Linked DNA regions of Zea mays: region 1 is linked to region 2. Evidence: chromatin contacts called from public Hi-C data. All regions are on one chromosome and are shown on one strand. The core of a region is the stretch at or near the end of the contact, and the rest is flanking DNA. Distances in the headings are between cores, read along the strand shown. Region 1 holds the start of LOC103653563 (DNA repair protein RAD50). Region 2 holds the start of LOC100382927.

Region 1 (2,819 bases), core at 194-2,693, 280 kb before region 2:
TGTGGCTAGAGTTTCGACTGCGGGAGGTGTTAAGAGAGTTTTATATTATGGTTGTTTACTTGTGTGTGTATTATGGGCCTAGCATAGCCCAACCCATTAGGCCTATTAGGGTTAGGGGAACCCTAGGTCTATATATTGTAACCCTTTCACCAATTATTAGTATTCCGAACTATTATCTCTAAAAAGTAGGGGTAACTTTTACACTTATATTTCTCTTAGGGATTCTACCGGCATGGCTAATGCAGCAACCCCGACAGCGTCGATCCTTGCTCTGCCCCTGCATTGCAATATGTTGCTGTTTCATAAAGGGTGGTTCGACAATTTGTTACTCTGGGGTTTTCAAAACAACGCAATATAAATGTCGCTCTCTCGTAAAACTATTATATGCCATAATAGATTTTATATAAACTAAAAATGTGTTATCAAACAGACTAAAAATGCAAAGACCAAACTGGGCATCAACAACCTAAATTGAAAAACAAAAGGAAAATGTGCAGACCTCCCCTGTGTGTGGATTTATAGTCTGGAGGACGCTTTCAATTGCCTTAAACTCCATCTTTGATGCCTTTTGGGTAAGCTGGAAGGACCGGATGCACACCACATCCTTTCCTGCTGCAGTCTTAAACCGCAACTTAATTTGTCCTTTTGTTTCCGTCTCGCCAGCTACCTACATTGTAAAGGACAATAAATCCTCAAAACAGATTACAGAGTTGCATTTCCACATACATTAACCACAGTTCTCAATTTCTGAAACGCCTGCGCCCCAACACCAGAGATAAAGCAAAGCCTCCTTTGCTGGCCACACGAGAGAACCCAGACCGTGATATAGAGAAGTTATTAATGGAGTAATGGGTATGAAAACCGAGCATATCACCTTGGGGTCGTGGACGAAGGTGTGGCCAGAGCGGGAGTTGGGGGGCAGCTCGCCGGTGCAAGAAAGCTTCAGGCACTCGATGATCGTCTGCAAAACAAACAGAACAGAACACACAAAAATCAATCCAGGAACGACTAATCTTCTGGGTGCAGGATCTCGGATTTAGAGGTGTAATCAAACACATACGGTCTTGCCAGCACCGTTGGGGCCAACGATGAGGGTGAGCGGCTTGAAGAAGGTGATGACGTTCTTATTGTCCGGATCGAAGCTCCGAATCCCCTTGATCAGCATCTTGTCAACGGTGCTCATCTTGCCCCACGAGCCCCAAGTGCCTCCCTCTACGACTTGCACTCCGATCCAGTCTGGCCAGAGCGATTGCCCCAAACCTAGATTGCGGATGCTATCTCCCTATCAACTTCTATTCATTACGCTCGTAGTGATTGCAAAACGATTGGAAAGAGAAAAGGAGGGGCAGTGGAGGAGAAAATCGCGTTTTTTTGGAGTCTTCAGCGGCGTTAGGGTTTTTAGGGTTTTGTACCGGTTAGGGTTCTTAGGGTTTTGTACGGCTATGGGTGCTAATGGATCCAAATGTTTCTTCGTTTATGGTAGAATTCTAAAAAAATTTTAATTAAAAATAAATATAAATAGGGTCTAATCTCTACTATACTACTAGTTTCAACGGTGGTTCCGCGTTATCTTTTTACAAAAAAGACACTATATTTTTCAAATCAATTCAGTGTGTACATCAGGTGGGGTTTGAACTCCACACCCTAATGAAAGAAGTGTGGAAGACACTTGATGAAGTTGTCTAACCAGTAGAACATCATAATCAAATGTTTATAATATTGAATATAAATTGTACATATGTATATATATATATATGATTTTTTGTAAAATAAAAAAATAATTATGTAGGACCGGGCCAGCACTACGGACCGAGGATACGACCCAAACACCGCACGACGCTCGCGCTGGTTTGGCCCAGGCACTATTAAATGGGTCGTGCCTCGGACCGACTCGCCAGACACGGCCTATTTGGCCATCTATACATCCGCACGATAATGATGGTCCTCGTCTGAGTTGTCACCACCACATTCGTCATTCTACTTCTTTTCTCTCTCCCCTCATGCCTCCACCTCCGCGCCACCCATTCTCGGCAGAGGGCGAGGAGCAGGCGCCTCCTACCCGTATTCGTATGACACCAGCCCTGGCATCGACTCGCGCAGTGGGTATTGCACGTCCACGAGGACGTTTCACATCATGCGCGTATCATCGTTTTCACCATTGTCGGACATCTCGTTCGTCTTCCCGGCCTTCGCCCTGTTCTTCCTCCTCAACCTGCTGCTCACGATCGCAACCGTGAGTCGACCGACGCTCGTCGACGCGGGTATGGGGCAAATCGGTCATGCTCCTAGCCTTTCTTTGTGCGTGCCGTCGAGAAGGACATGGTGGTGTCTGCCACGCTTAGGTTATCTTAGTGATGAGGAGTTTAGGTCTGAGATATTGGACAACTAAGACCCGTAACGTGACATCAGTCGGCATATGCTATGGAGTTGGTGGTGGTGTTGTGTCGCTTCGGCGGGTCCAGGGTTGGGAAGACACTCGCATTCTCTCGCCCTTCTCGGACTGACACCTGGTGGGGGTGCCTCTTGGTTTGGAGCTACTCCGGCTAGGCTTCTTTCTCCGCTTGCGTGCTCACTCCCTATATATCTAGCGGTATACTACCTATGTCGCCTTCAGATGTCCAGGTCTTCGTCATGTCCTTCTCCGGCAACGAACAGGTATGCTTGCCTCTTCCCTTCCCCTCCTGTTCTACGAAACCTTGGAAGTGGGGGAGGCGAGTGATGAGGGTCTCTGATTTGCTGCCTATGATACTCGTGCGTTCATAAAAAAATATTATGCGAAGAGTGGAGACAACCAATAAAAAATCTTGAGATCTTTTTGG
Region 2 (2,891 bases), core at 85-2,584:
AGGAAGTCCATTAAAGAAAACTTGCCTCGCATCGGCGGTGGGATCATGACATATGTAGATTGCTTGTTGAGCAAGTCTATTAACGTATTGAAGTTGGGACTCCACCTTGCATCCATATCGAAATGGAGATTGGAAAGCTAATTAATTGAAATAGAAAGTGAAGCTATGAACGGAATAGAGGCCTTGTGAATTGGAGATGAATGCATGTGAATGAACTCAAACACCCCTCTATTTATAAAGGATTCAAGATTTTTTGTTTTATTTTTATTTTTATTTTTTAAAATTCAAACGGATAAAATAACGTAACCAATAATACGACGTCACATCAACCGTTGTCCGCTCAAACAGTGGTCGATAACGACCAACTTAGTCCTACTGTGACTCATACCGGCCACGGTAATCGATCGATAGCACAATTGACCAATCGATCGTCGTTGACATCACCCCGGTCATGGGTACTTAGGGGTGATAATGGATCACGAGCCAAACGTTTCTTCACAACTTTTTAGAGCTCTAAATAATTTTTTGTTCAAAAATAAATAGAAATAAAACTCGATCATAATTCAATCCGATACTTAAATTTTATAGTGTACTTCTGTCCCAAAAACAAAGTCGTTTGACTTTTTTGAGCTAAATTTGACCGGTTCGTTTTATTCAAAATATTTGTGAAAACATAGAAAAATCAGTTGATAGTTAGTATGATAAACTAATTCAGAATGAAAATAAAATAATAATTATATTTTTGAATAAGATGAGCCTATCAAATTTGGTCTAAAAAATCAAAATAAGGCTAATCACAATAGAGGTTTCATGAGGTGTTTCATGTATTAATTAATCTACCACATCAGATATTTGGATGATATGTCATATCATTTAATAAGGAAGAGTTTCATGGAGTTTCATGGGGATGAAACCATGTTAACTCGTTTCCAAGGTCTTGGAAACTGTGTGAAACCTCCACTGAGAGTGTTTTGTTTCATCTTCATATAATTGAGTACATCCTATTGGTTATTTATATACGACATTTAAGAAGTATGTTGACATATGAAATAATGAGATGAAACTCTCTATTGAGAGAGGGTGTTTCATTCATCCATAAAACTGACGTGATATTTTTGGAAATAGGGACATGAAATCCTCACTGTGATTAGCCTAACATCATTTATGTATAAAGTAAAATTTAGAGCTCATTGTTAGCCGTATCGGTGGCGGCCTTTGGCCACGTCACGCCAGCAATTGATACCGCCGTCCGATCCAGCCTCACACCACTGTTCACGGATGAAAGCATCAATCAGATCACGGCTCCAGATCCGCCGTACGCAAAGCCCCATACCCCAATACCGGTGCCGCCTTCGCCTCGCACTACACCTCTCCCTCCCTCCGCCTCCATCTCCTTCGCCACCAGAACCCAAGCGCTGCCCCACACGCCGCCGCAGCCCGCACGGGAGCCGCGCGCCGCACCAAAACCCTAGGTCTCCTCCGTCCCCCGATCCATCGCCTTCATGGCCGCGCCGCAACCTGTCGCCCAGGCCCCCGAGGCACCGCCGTCTGCGCAAGTGGTAAGCAGCTTCGCCGCTCTCAGGCCGAGATTTCAGCGGGATTCTCCCGTGTTCCAGAAGCTGATCTAGTGTCTATCTGCGCGCGCAGGTGGGCAACGCGTTCGTGCAGCAGTACTACCTCGTGCTGCACCAGTCACCGGATCTGGTGTACCGCTTCTATCAGGAGGCTAGTCGCCTCGGCCGCCCCGCATCCGCCGCCGGAGCCGCCGGCATGGACTCCGTCACCACTATGGAGGTGAGCCACCGTCCCCGGTCACCCAGATCTGTCGCTTTAGTTTCATTTCGATCGCGATGCTGAGAGATTTTGGGGGGCCTTGTGCGCCTATGCAGGCAATCGGCGAGAAGATAATGGAGATGGACGTGTCAAAAGCGGAGATCAGGACGGTGGACTCGCAGGAGTCGCTTGGCGGCGGCGTCACTGTGCTCGTCACAGGCCACCTCACCGGCCGTGACGGAGTGCGCCGCGAGTTCTCGCAGTCCTTCTTCCTGGCGCCGCAGGAGAAGGGCTACTTCGTGCTCAACGACATGTTCCGCTTCGTCGGGGAAATCCCTGCCCCTACCGCTGTAGAGGCGCAGCCAGAGGCGGATGCTGTAGTCCTGTCTGTGGCTGCCAACGGCACATCTACTCTTGCTGTGGAGCCTGCCACCCCTGATGACCGTAGTGTGTAAAGCACAGCCTGCAGTTCAGTCGTGTTTTTCATGAGGCAGATGATAACAACACTCTTCTTTCACTGTTTGTAGATGCCGTGCCACAGCAGGAACATCATGTTGTGGACCGATCACCACCTCAACCTGAGGAGGAGGAGGAGGCTGAGGTTTACGATCCGCCGCCAGAGGAAGTAGTGGATGAGGAACAACCTGTTCCTGAAGTGATAAATGAAGTTCCAAACAACGTGGCAGCTGTTTTGGCAACTACAGTTGCCCCTGTGTTGCAGGAGGAGGCACCAAAGAAGTCATACGCCTCAATTGTAGGTTTCTAAAAGCAACTTCGTACTTTAAACTCATTTGCTGCTTATGCATTTACGCCCGTTCATGGATAATGCAGTTTTAGCTATCTTTTTATAACTTTATCCTAAATGTTTTACATTTTTTTTTGCATGTCCACGGTTTAAAGATGTACTCCGTCCGTCTCAAAATATTAGTTGGTTTACTTTAGCTCTTGATTTTTATGTCTTATGTTCAAATGAATGATGGTGAATCTAAACACACATATAAAACAAATACATCAATTATTGTGTGAATCAACTAAAAAGGTAAAACAAATTTTATTTTGGGACGGAGGGAGTATATGCTAGTCAATTCCAAAATCTGTTGTTACATATGAATTTAACT

The links. A called contact is a pair of places that touch in the nucleus more often than the background predicts.
Region 1: a contact with region 2 is called in a Hi-C map of tassel, with 4 times the contacts expected there. The contact joins the promoter of LOC103653563 here to the promoter of LOC100382927 in region 2. A contact is called at or near these places in 3 of 25 Hi-C or Micro-C datasets (ear, endosperm and tassel).

What each region holds. Positions count from the first base shown.
Region 1 is chr4:104,252,512-104,255,330 of Zm-B73-REFERENCE-NAM-5.0, reverse strand. LOC103653563 (DNA repair protein RAD50) reads right to left here and starts at 1,443. Exons shown (of 27, transcript XM_008680435.4): 1 at 1,061-1,443; 2 at 875-961; 3 at 500-667. The coding sequence starts at 1,183.
Region 2 is chr4:103,975,082-103,977,972 of Zm-B73-REFERENCE-NAM-5.0, reverse strand. LOC100382927 reads left to right here and starts at 1,334. Exons shown (of 9, transcript NM_001366808.1): 1 at 1,334-1,559; 2 at 1,648-1,794; 3 at 1,890-2,220; 4 at 2,301-2,527. The coding sequence starts at 1,503.